4 separate regions of the Zea mays genome follow, and all the other regions are linked to region 4. The links are chromatin contacts, called in public Hi-C maps. All regions are on one chromosome and are shown on one strand. Each heading gives the region's core, a stretch centred on a gene start, on an enhancer-like site or on the middle of the called end of the contact. The rest is flanking DNA. Distances are from core to core; before and after follow the strand shown.

Evidence for each region. Hi-C and Micro-C count contacts between places; a contact is called where the count stands out from the background.
Region 1: a contact with region 4 is called in a Hi-C map of leaf, with 5 times the contacts expected there. The contact joins the enhancer-like site here to the promoter of LOC100193705 in region 4. A contact is called at or near these places in 2 of 25 Hi-C or Micro-C datasets (bundle sheath and leaf).
Region 2: a Hi-C map of leaf shows a contact between it and region 4, with 4 times the contacts expected there. The contact joins the promoter of LOC100383838 here to the promoter of LOC100193705 in region 4. A contact is called at or near these places in 7 of 25 Hi-C or Micro-C datasets (bundle sheath, ear, endosperm and 3 more).
Region 3: a Hi-C map of leaf shows a contact between it and region 4, with 8 times the contacts expected there. The contact joins the enhancer-like site here to the promoter of LOC100193705 in region 4. A contact is called at or near these places in 8 of 25 Hi-C or Micro-C datasets (ear, endosperm, leaf and 1 more).

The regions. Positions count from the first base shown.
Region 1 is chr1:144,857,035-144,860,080 of Zm-B73-REFERENCE-NAM-5.0, forward strand. No RefSeq gene overlaps it. Among protein-coding and RNA genes, the nearest start is that of LOC100383838, 61 kb to the left of the region's middle. Within about 2 kb of position 1,352, at least 11 of the 20 cell types and tissues checked have an H3K27ac peak or open chromatin away from gene starts, as enhancers often do. A contact at or near this core is called in bundle sheath and leaf, where this site is marked.
Region 2 is chr1:144,796,235-144,799,226 of Zm-B73-REFERENCE-NAM-5.0, forward strand. It overlaps LOC100383838 (Pumilio homolog 23), which reads right to left and starts at 1,473. Exons shown (of 11, transcript NM_001362164.1): 1 at 1,269-1,473.
Region 3 is chr1:144,976,459-144,979,544 of Zm-B73-REFERENCE-NAM-5.0, forward strand. No RefSeq gene overlaps it. Among protein-coding and RNA genes, the nearest start is that of LOC103639215, 42 kb to the left of the region's middle. Within about 2 kb of position 1,448, at least 14 of the 20 cell types and tissues checked have an H3K27ac peak or open chromatin away from gene starts, as enhancers often do. A contact at or near this core is called in ear, leaf and tassel, where this site is marked.
Region 4 is chr1:145,242,689-145,246,033 of Zm-B73-REFERENCE-NAM-5.0, forward strand. It overlaps LOC100193705 (Alanine aminotransferase 2 mitochondrial), which reads left to right and starts at 1,516. Exons shown (of 15, transcript NM_001327768.1): 1 at 1,516-1,692; 2 at 2,472-2,522; 3 at 3,228-3,278. The coding sequence starts at 1,654.

The DNA.
Region 1 (3,046 bases), core at 102-2,601, 390 kb before region 4:
AAAATGCTGATTTCAAAAGCATAAAGATGAATACCTTTGAATGGATTACTTCCAAAATCCACTCAAAGCTCGGGGGCTACACCCATTGGGTGCACCCAACAGATTCACAATACCTTAAGGCCAAAATGATGATTTAAAAGCATAAAGATGAAGACCTTTTAATGGATTACTTCTAAAATCCACTCAAAGCTCGGGGGCTACACACATTGGGTGCACCTTCGGTGCACCCAACAGATTCACTATACCTTAAGGCGAAAATGCTGATTTCAAAAGCATAATAGATGAAGACCTTTGAATGGATTACTTCTAAAATCCACTCAAAGATTGGGGGCTACACCCAATGGGACCCAACAACAGTATAAAATCGGGTCATGCAACGAACTCACAGGCAGGACCAAGAACCTTTGAGTCGATTATTTCAAAATCAACTCAAAGATTGGGGGCTTGTGGGGAACAGATATCCCCCAGGTCCACTAGAAGGCGAAAACCCTTGCATGGGGCCACAGACTAGTCGCCCCACGAGGTCGTCTCATCGTGGGCCAAACAAAGACTACAATTGAAACGACCGACCTAAGAAGGCAGTGGGCTCGTGCCTGGATCGTCCGTGGATTATGCCTAATCTTAAGGGAATCGACCGTTTTTCCCGCGCCCGGCGCCCTCAAAGAGCGGAGATTGATCGGGATGAAGTGGTCGGGTTTTCCTCAAGATAAGCTAAGTTAGTTCGTTATTAGCTAGGAGATATGCTGGAAGAATGTGATCATCGTGTGCGTAGGGAGTGCCCCACGGTCGTGTATATAAGGCCCAGGGGAACTCCATCATTTTTATCTGATTAGCACCTCTCCGTTCAGGAAACACCACCTGTAAACACATACAAAGCCACCTCTAAAATACTCAGTGCAAAATAATTAGGATCACACATTATCTGAGAGAAATTTTGCGCGAGGTGGATAATCATGAGTATTTAGTGGTAAATCGTTCAAAGCAAATAAAGATAATTAGAGCCGAACTCAAATAATTGCTAATCGGTTTGACTTCAACGAAATCAGTCGTAAATTAAAATATCAAAGTCGAAATTGTCTTAATCACGATTGGTTGCATCTCGCCCTGATCCAAACGTTCGGATATAAAATTAACTGGTTAAAGATTCATATGACTCCGAGAATTGTTTCACGTTATCTTCCTCTCATGTGCTAGCGTTGATTTTCGTTCTGCGTTTGTTCTTACCCCCTACAGTCGCTGGATATTTTCCCTTAGCCATTGAGCCGATCTGTCGTCCTCATCCTCTATCGCGTAAAAAAATCTGGCCGCCGATGTGCTTAGAGCCTTAGACTCGCCAGCCGCTGCTGCTGAGGATTGTTTTTACGCGCGCTCTTATCCTCTCCACGCCGCTTAGCACATAGGATATTTCCACCGCTCCAGCCTGTCGATCCCATCTCCCTGGGATTTTTACCCGTTGCGCTTGCCATCTTCATTTTCCCCACGCACGCTCTGGTTTCTGATTTTTATCAGCTCGTCTTCCACCTCCGTTTGTCGTACCCGTGTGGTTGAGCTCGGCTTCGAGCTCCCATTCCCGATGCGCCGTCCGTCACCTCGCCCTCGGCGCGCGCCTCTGCTTCCTGGTAGCCGCGCCCAGCTTCCTCTCTTCCGCGCGCCCCGCTGCTTCTCCTTGGCCGGGGCTTCTTCCTCTCCCTGCTCGCCATGGCTGGTCGAGTTTTTCCCCAGCCGCGAAGCTCCCTCGTGTGCGTGCGCGCTCTGCCTCTCCCTCAGCCCACCGCGTCATGGAGCCCTGCGCACCACGGTAGTTCTTTCCTGCCCCTCCCATGGCGGCTCCCCTGGATCCCTCCTCTGCTCGGCCGCCTCCCTGGAGTCCAAGTCCGGACGCCGCTCCAGCCTTCTCTTTTCTCTCTTCTCTAGCCCTGTCCGGCCTCCAGCTTCAGCCATGGTGGCGTGTTCATCTCCCTGGTGTTTCCCCAAGCCGCGCACCTCTGCTTGGCTATGGTCACCGTCACGCCCAGGATTTTGCCGCGCATGCAGTTTCCAAATTCGTCTTCAGCTCGTGGCGCTCCTCATCTTCTTCCCCGACGTCGCCCTCTCCCCCTCGATGCTCGGCTGGTCGGCGTCTCTCCCTGCCCTCGGCCATGGAGCACCGCCTCGAGCACCCGTTGCTGCACGCTCTGTTCGCCTAGCGAGTCGCGCCCAGGCTGAACTGAGCCATTCCCCTGGTCATCGTCTCTGAGCCCGGTCCCAAGCTGTCCTACGCCTCTGCTCATCTCCCATGACTGCACACCACTGCTTCCCATGGCGCGCCCTCACTTGCTTCTTTGTGTGACGCCTGGAGGCAGGAGCGAGACGAGTTTGGTTTGGATACGCTGTTCGGTTTGCAGTTTGGGTCCGATTGGTGCTGAGAGTTCGTCGTGGCGTGGCAACGTCGTGCGCGTCGTGGTAGCCGTCCAGGCCACGGAGCAATCTGCGCCATAGAGTTCACCCGACTGTGACCTCGCCTTGCTCCCTGCCGCGCTCACATCGTCCCCATCGTTGTCTTCCAATTTCAGCAGTTCTGCCCCAGTCCTATGTCGACCTCGCTAACCACCCATGGTTGATCCTGTGTTTCGTGAGGGTGACTCACAGTTTGAGATTGAAAAAGGAGCTTAGAAGGTGTAGATAATGAAGCCCCAGATTGACGTTTGCCAGATGTTCGGTGGAACGCCTGAATCAAAGTTCGTCGTTGTTCTTGTGGATTTTGGATCGATTTGGCTTGGTAAGCTGAATTTTTATTCGTGTTAGTGGATTGATGAATGGTCTAACTAGGTCTTTAATCGTGATAATTCTGTGGTGAGTCGGATTGCTAATTCGGTTATTAGTTCGATGAAGGAAACTGTAGGTATACTATTTATTAGGATGCCCAAGTCATCTACAGTGATTTGGTCGATGTCGTGTGGAGAAAGAGGTCGCAATAGGTCCTAGTGCTTGCGGGATTGTGGGTGTTAAAAATGTGATGTTAATAAATGTGATACACAGGTTAACCGGGAAATTAGTTTAGAAAGTT
Region 2 (2,992 bases), core at 223-2,722, 450 kb before region 4:
GGCCAGGGACAGCGGGGATGAAAACGGTCGGAAACGATCGGAAAACACTAAAACCGTTACCGTTTTCATATTTTTATCGGAAATGAAATCGGAAACGGTAATTCCGGAAACGGAAACGACATCGGTATTTCGGAATCATCGGAAACAGAAGTTCGGTACAAAAAATACATCGGTATCGGTCGGAATCTAAAATACAATCGGTAACCATATCAATATGAAAATATCACAATACAACAAAGTTTATAAATATCACAAAAACACAAGTACATGACCACCCGCACTAAAAGCAGATTCTGAATTGTGGAGAAGGCCTTCCACACCGTTCTAGCCGAGATCTACCGGATAATCAGCAAGAAGCCCCTGTCTTCGGAGGAGTCTGGTTTGGGGTCTGGTAACCTCAGAGAGAGACAGTCCATTCAAGTGTCAGCAACAAATTCTGGCGGCCTTACGTCGCGGTGCTGCTCTTCTTAGAGCCACGCCCACCAGGATCATCTGAAGAACAACAGTTCGTCAAGAAGGTCCTCTCTTCCGAGTCGAAATATTTACTCCCCTTTGTGTGAACAATAAGTGTAGATTTAAAGAATGTCAGGCTCGAGACACTGACTATATACTTGACCTGCATAGTCATGTTCCGTCGAGAGGTGCTGTGGGAGAAAAGTTTTATTGCTCTCGAGCATAGAAGAAGGCTGTGTGTATCAGACCCCAGCAAAGCTGCTTGCTATTAACTCGTGGCAGGGTAGTCTCTGTGATTTTGCAGCTATAATTTTGTTGGGGGTTAATTACTATGACTGCGGAAGTTGTCGTGGCTTGTGGCAACTTGATTCCCGACGTATTCTAGAATCCTCTTTGCTATCCGTTTGGCATCTGGTTCTTCCTGTTTATTTATCCTCACCAACCAAGCGCACTGGAGTTTATCCTAGGAACATGACATTTGATAACGAAATTGATACTTCTCTGTGGAGGAAAAATTTAATACTTTGCTATAATATCCCCTTAACCAGTGGCCAGTGGGTGCGTCAGTTCGTCCGGCGCGCGAGGAGGAGGAAGAGCAGCGGATGCGTCCGGCGCGCGAGGAGGAAGAGCAGCGGCAGGAGGAGGACTGGAGTGTGTCTGTGCAGGTGCAGCTGGGTGCGTGTGCGTCCATGGCGGCTGGAGTTGCCCTTGCTTGGAGTGGGTGCGTCCGTGCGTCCATGGCGGCTGGGTGCGTCCGGCAGAGGGTGCGTGCATCCATGGCCACAAAGCTAGATTAGGGATTACAGATTACTTACTGGATTGGGGCCTTGGGGGCAGTGTGTTCGTCCGTGGTCTGCACGTGCAGCCCGGCAGAGAGGAAAGGAGGAAGACGAGTCACGCCGTCACGGAATTTGGGGGCACGCCATGGAGCGCCGAGCTGAGCAGTGGCGACTGGCGGTGGCGGCTATGCTTGCTGTGCGGCTGTGCCTGGGCGAGGGGCGAGGGCGACGGAAGACTGCAAGTGGAAGAGCAGTGGCCGACGACAATTGGGTTGTGGACTTGTGGTGGCCTGGGCTGCTTGCTGAACCATGGGCCGCCCATGAGTTGTGAATTTAGAATTTGAGCTGGACCATGAGTTTCGATAAATTCTGAATTTTGAATTCGGTAAATTCCGACTCAAAACGGTAACTGAAGAAAACGGTCGATAAAGGATTGTACCGATTTCAATACCGATTCTGATCTAAAATTCCGATGACCGATTCCGATTTCGAGAAATACCGATACCGACGATTCCGGTCGGAAAAAATTCTAAAACCGTTTTCATCCCTTGGGGCGCCTTCTCTTGGGTTGGTTTTTTTAAGTATTTCTTTTGCAATTTTTTCGTTATTTTTTTCTTTATCTTTTTTTTTGTTTGTTACTCTTTTATTTCGTATTTATTTTCTCCGTGACACACTTTTTGTCGATGACTCGATGGTTAATATAAAAATTGATTCCAAATTAGGGGAGAAATGATAACAATTATTAGGACATTGTAAATAAACACAATGGAATATTTTTTGTTTTATTTATGTTGAACATCTTTTCTTAATGAAGCTAGAAACCGTTTTCACTTGAACATAGAATATTTTCACAATCTATAATGTTTTCTTGTAAATATGTAATAATTTTATTACAATAATTTTATCTTCAACCTTTGACAATTGCTAAGTGAATCTAAAATACTTTTGTCCTAAACATGGGACGAGGGTTCTCGAATATTGTTTTTCTTGAAAAAAATGGTATGGACTCACCAAAAAGAATGTTATATTTGTTGCAATGAAGAGTCAAAGACTAGTGACGAGTGCCAATATTTCTGTGGTGGTGTTTGCTTTGGTTTTTTAGCTTCTGACCGCTAGAAGCTGCTACATACGGTCAAATGTTTAGCTTTTCAGTTCACGTTTGTAAGAATCACTTTGGTGAAAATCGTCCAAACGTGGACACATAATCGTGCGAGACTTCGCGATAGTAGGAATCTGTAACTTTCTAGATTCTAAACCCTACAGCCCCCTTTTATCTTCCTGACACCTAGAGGGGTGAATAGGTGATCCTGCAAAACTTGTTTCAAACAACATAAACTAGGTCCAATTTATGGGTTAGAGTAACTAAAAACCAAGTTCGGATGAGAAGATGAGAGAAAGAAAGACTCTTTACTTGATTGCTCACTTGAAATGTGCATTAAGCTAGGAGCAATATGTAAGTGAATGTTTGGGGATTTTCTCTTCCGAAGGTCATAAAAAACACGACTAATCATTTATTTATAGCATAATGTCGAGTATTACAGTAGCTTTGTCATGAACGAAGGTTCACGATGGGAGTCTTCTTCTCCGCCGAAGGTCTTTAAGACAAAGATATAGCCCGAAACACGATTAACGATGAATGTTGAAGCTATAGCCGAAGAGCAACAACTTCGGCTTAAAGTAGTGTCAAGATCAAGTATGATGTTGAGCCGAAGATGAAAAGGCTAGCTAGTCCCTAATGATTTATGTTACAATTATGAACA
Region 3 (3,086 bases), core at 198-2,697, 270 kb before region 4:
TCATACCTTTGTATTTATTTGCACCTTATCCACCATTTGGCATAGTTTATCATTTAAGCACTTGTGTTGGACACTAAATCACCAAAATACTTAGAAATGGCCCAAGGGCACTTTTCCCTTTCAGTTAACGCGGGTTGGAACGGGTTCAATCCACAACAACTCGTGTTTGGTTCAAAAGACCCGCGGGTTAGGTTGGTTCTGGGTCGAAATACTTATTGAAAATATGGGTTCTAGTGATTCCTCAAAAACAAGTGAACCATTTCGACCCACTTCCTCTCCACCCTCTCGTCACCCATGCCTTATCCACTCGAGACCAGCACAGGAGCGCGCCGCCACTGCTTGCCTGCTGGGACTAGGGACCCTTGCCGACCTACCCTCCGACGTTAATCTCCCGCCTGCCTCCGGTTGTTAGTCCCAGCTGGCCTACCCTCTGATGTCGACGTGTTCTCTAGTGGGCACAACCCACGAGCTTTGCTAGTGCTGTCGTCGAACAGGTAAAGGTCAGTGTTCGTCACCGCCTAGACAAGCCTGCTAGTGATGGCAAATGTTACAAATTCACTGAAATGCATCTTGATGTTGTTAGGATGTTCCTTTAATTATGACTAAAATGTAACAGTGAGACCTCGTCACTAAAAATTTATGACTTAGTCAATAATGGCTTTAATTTATTTATATCTTATGCTTATGGATTCCTCAAATATTAAAATAGTGTCAGTTTAATTTATTTTAAATGATGTCATCTTATTGAATTGAAGATATCATCCAGAATGTGGTAATATGATGGAGGTCCGTAGGTGACAGAATTGTACGATGGAGTGGTGCAGATTCCCACACCTCCTAAATTCTCACCCTACTTAGGGCTTGTTTGGATAATATGATATTGAAGTGGATTGAGGTGGTATGTGGTGTATTGGAGTGTAATATGAACTAATTTTTTTTCAATCCCCTTCAATACACCTCAATCCACTTCAATCCCACTATAACCAAACAAAGCCTTATCAGTTCACTTCCGTAAATGTCCAGTTTGATAAATAAATTGCAGTATGCAGTAAGAAAATGCTATAGATACATGCCTATATAAAGCATTTGAATGATGCCATTCAGGCATTCATGTTTTTCATGCAAATATCTTGCATGAATTATGCATCTGTACTTAGATTTAATATAGTAACATATGGATATGTTTGAACCTCGCTATGTGAAACATTATGTACAATACTGGACACAACTCTATATGTCGGTTGAGAGGCTGAGGCTCTAATATAGCAAACACGGATTAATGGATTTCACGCTATCAGCAAATTATGAATAGGACCGGGTCGAATTCAGCCTGAGTTGGCCCATCCTGCCCAAAAGGCAGCCTCCGCGACCGAAGCCCGCGCTCGCGCGCGACTTTGCGCAAAGGCCCCTGGCCATTCAAATAACTAGTGAAGAGTCCACAATATTGTTCACTGTGTTGCTGACCTTTTCGCTTAAGCCCTCTTATTTCTATTCCTTCATGGGGTCACGTCCCCGACCATGCACCGATCGAACACTTGGTCGGAGCCGCCCCGACTCATCTCCGGTGACCTGTTCTGGTGGTAGTGAGCACCCGAGTCTTATTTTTGAACCTACCCGACCTCTACTCCATGGTTAATCGAGCATCTATGGTCCGCAGTCTCGGCTGCTCAAGTTCATGGCGGACACCGAGGGTAACCAAGCTTGGTTCCGGGGTTCGGGTATGGTAGAGTTCAAATTGAGGACACGGTAAGCATCACGAGTATGTCTAGGTTTGGGAACGGTGGCAGAGACCATAGGAGGAAAGCCCAAATTGGCTATTCCTGTTGCGATGGCCCATGGCAGCGTTCCGCAATGACAAGACAATGGTCCGGCTAGTTTACTACGATAGAGTTCAAATGGTCAAGTCGACGAGAAACATGAGACCCTAAGGACACTAGAACACAAACCAGAGAGGTATAAACCAACCTGGAATTCTCTGGCCACGGCGAGGTCTCTCGCGGCGGCGTTCCAGCCAATTCCGGGGAAATCCAGAGTTCTCAGGCTATGGTCGATGAAATGAAGTGAGTGGTGGTGCACTGGGTCCGTAACAAGAGGGCAAAGATAAGAGAGTCGTCAATTTATAGGGATCGACCACCAGTGCCACGAATTTGGGCAAGGTTGAGCTCATGGCATTGAGTGGATGAGTCACCCGAGCTCATTCACCATGGTGCTTTGGTAACCCGATGACCTAGTGGTACTCTTCGACAGCCGCCATGACTACTGCGAGGTAATAAATGAATTACCGTGTGGCACAACCGGGAGGACGATGGATCAACGACGACGATCCCATGGCCATGACGCTGGGCAAGCGGTGCTACGGGCAAGCTTGCGACAGGGCCCAAGTTCACCCCACGACGATCTTTTCACCCTCCCCGCCGATATTTTCACTCACCTGCGCCGCTGCGCGCACACTTCTCAACCGACACGCAGACCACGACGCAAGATCGTCGGCGGCGAAGTGCAGTGAACCTGATCTTCTTCAGTTAACTGTTACACTGAACAACCATATGAGACAGACTGACATGGAGTTTTGGGGAGCATTTTACTCCCCTTTCCATGTAGTAGCATACCAACACGACTGCAGCAAAGTTGTTCTCCCATATAACATCTTCAACTTTGTCACAGGAATCTTGGGCTTAACTTTACTGGATCATCCTAAATTTAGCTCCAAAGTCAACCTAATGCCACTGTCAGTCTAAGTTCAGAATACTGCTTGACTAACAGCCCGAGTTCCAGGGAATTTTACTCCCAGTTCCATACAGTTCATAGGCTAAGTCACTTAAAAAAATTTGTACTACTATAGTAGCTCTACAACTTTGCCGTGATTACTTATAGCAAAACCCTTATGGATTAAGGGATGCAAGAGCCCAAAGTTGGCTCAATAACACTGTTTTTCAGGGTTCAAGAATGGAGTGCTTTTGAAATTTTACAAATTACTCCAAGTTTCACCACAAAACTTGGAAACCTCCAAATATAAAAGTTGCTTAGTTTTTGTTACTCTATTACTTTGATATATACACTTTTGGCAAAAAGTGATTAAGAATTTT
Region 4 (3,345 bases), core at 266-2,765:
TCAAGCTATCAGAAACCAGTCTTGCCCAAAGTTCTTTCTGGTGGTGGCAATCTCAATTACTTGGGTCATTCGAAATGCAAAAACTGATCTAATCACTACTACTTTAGAGCACTAGTTTTGTACGTCGTGCGTCATATGCAAAACACATGCAAAACACGTAAGTCTATTCATTTCCCCCGATTATTGCCTACTAATGGATCGTTACATCACAAATTAGCCATGAGAAACTATCCAAGCTTAACATGACAGAAAGTCACTCGCAGCGCAGCGCTTCCATATAGTACCACCTCGTTAGCTAAAAGAGAACGAACGATCAAATGAGCTATAAGAAAAGGGTCAGGCTCGTTTTCAACTCATATCTTTCTTGACATTTTGGAGAAAATAAAGTGTAATATTTGTTTTTATCAGTTTAATATTTAATATGTGAACCATATGTGTACTTTAATATTAAAATATTTTTATTTATATCAAATATGACTGTGTGCCATCGTTACCGACAAAAATGTACTATTCAACAATGTTGAACCTCACTTCCATTCTTTGGAAGAAACTTACGGAAAAAAGATAAAACTGATCACCTCCAGGGCAAACGCTAAACATTCAACTCTCTTTGATTTATGGATCCAGAATCTGCTGTTGCCTTCTTCTGTACTTTTACTTTCTTCATTTCATTTTTTGTCTCTTGAAGTTTTGTTGTTAAACTTTTAATTTTCACTCATCTTTTGGTTTTTAATAAATTTCTACATGGGCTTCGCCTTCTCCAATTTCGTTAAAGAATGTATTATATAGTTGATAGTTCCATATATCTTTCGTAGGATCAAATAGTCTTTCATTAGCTCTAGTCAACGGAGCCAACATTTTATTAGAAATGACATTGATAGATAAACTTTTTAAATGTTTTACTCCTTGTGTCCTAATTTATTATTTATTATAATTTTTTATAAGTCTGACCAGCTCGTTTCATTCAAAATTCTTAAGAAAAAAAGAAAAAATTAAAGCCATACTTAATGTGTATTACATGATAAACAATATCACAGTAAAAATTAATAATAATTATATTTTTTAATTAGACAAGTTAATCAAAATTACGATAAAATTTTTAAATGAATTATAAATTGGAACGAAAGAGGGAAACAACAAGGGAAACATCCCGCATCACATCGCAGATAAGAAATAAAAAAACTCGCATAGCTTGAATCGGCACAGAAAGAGAAGCCAAGTTATTCATAGTAGTTGCATGTACGAGAGAAGGAACATAAAAGTGCCAAAATTGCATGATGCAATCTAGGCAAGCTCATCTACAGCATTGATCTGAGACTTTTTTATTGTAATAAATACCAAAGAGTGACTTTGTTTGTTTTATTTTAATTAACGCAAAACCGCGGCTGTGGCCACCGGCCCTCCGTTCTCCTTCCACTCGCTTTCTGGCGTGCGCCTCTTGTTTGTCTGCTTCCGTCGTTCCCTCCCCCTGTACGCCCGTGGCCGCCTTTTATAAGCACCAGCCATCTGGCCTTTTTTTTCGACAACGCCAAACATCTGGTTTCGCTGCCCCGATTCGCCACGAAGCCGCACTGTGAGAGAGGGACGCGGCCCGTTGTCCTCGGCTTGTACGCAATCCTTCCGTCGCTGCGAAGCTGATCCCTCGTGTTCGCCATGGCCCCCAGCGTCGCCGTGGAAAACCTCAACCCCAAGGTGACAGCACCGCCCGTTTTCCTCGCCCTGTCTACCTGTCTGTCCATTGAAGGTTCCGTTTTGATGGATTCTTCGGTGGGAAGTTTGGGCTTTGACGAGACAGAAAGAAGCACTGTGGATGTGCTGCGTTCTGCATATCCCTGATTCATCTGAGCCGCGGCTTTGATTCTCGTTTGCTTGAGAAATTTGGGGTGAAAAGATTATCCTTGATTCGCTGCAGTGGTACATGCGTGCTTAGTTCTTGTTCTGATGATCCGGTTTTGATTCATACTTTGAAATCAAATGAGATTTTTTTAGGATATTTGTAAAATAACTGCACCGGCGCAAAGTTCCAACAGTAAGATGTTGGGAACAAGTGTAGTTCCTTTTACCGGGATCACTAGTTGCTATCGCTCTCTCTCAACCCAGAGTTAGATCTCAGTGCGACTCGAGCTGCTGGAGTGCCTTTTCTTTTTGTTTTGTTTTGTTGTGATCGAATAGTTTAATGTCATCTATGTCAGTATCCTTTTTCTCCCCTTTGACTTCAAAAGGGGATACGGCGGTTTGTTTGAACTGCTGCCCCATTCTGGTGCAAAATGATGATAGGTTGATGCTGTACTATTTATGCGAGATCTGAGGTACTACAACGTTGGCAAGCTGTACTTTGTTACTAAACCTATTGAATGTCGTGTGATCTTGATCTCCACCTGTTTCATAGACAATAGCTTTCGTGCTTTGCTTGTCTAGGTAAGGCGAGTGTGGCTTCTCATGCCTAGCTAATACACTGACAACTATTACAGGTCTTGAAATGTGAGTATGCAGTCCGTGGCGAGATTGTCATCCATGCTCAGGTATCTTGACTACTGATGTTCAACAAGGCTTGCAGTCTAGTACTTCAGTATGTTATATATCACTCTGTTCATGTTCCCATATAATCGGTTAATCACCTCACCACAAGGCAATAACGTTAAATCATATAAGTTTTGTTAGGCTGTTGTGATAATAGTACTTGTTACACTGTTGTGGTAATAGTATTGCTTTTGATACTCAGCTTGTTCGCTGCGGCTTGCTGCGGCTGCAATCCGGCTGCGGCTGCGGCTTCTACAGTATTTTTCTCTCTATGGATTGCAGCTGCAGCAGTCCAAACAGCTGCAACAGTGTCGGCTTGTAGCCAGCCGAACACGCCCACTGCTATCTGATTTAACTGAATCAACAAAGAACAGCATAGTGCAATACCTGGAGTCACAAACATGTATTTGTGTTATAGAGCTTACTTTATAGTTTTGGAATTCTAGTTTGGTTCAGGAAGGGAATTAAGCATATAGTCTCCTTGATTGCCAATTAACATATTATTAATATTTTAATTTGCAATTGTTCCCTGATGAAATCTATCCTAATTATTGAAGGTTAATAATCTTGTTCACCATATTTAATATGGCTCACTGTGAATATTTTTTAGAATCTTGAGCGCTCCATGCCACTAGCAGGTCTGCTATTATTAAGGAACTGCTTCAAAATTGATTTAATATAGCCCCACTGTTTTTTTCTGTTAACAGCGCTTGCAGCAACAACTACAAACACAACCAGGGTCTCTTCCTTTTGATGAGGTACCTAACTGTTGATTCGAAAATTTCATTGAAAGTACTTTTATCTTTCATCATTTTTCGAAAACTA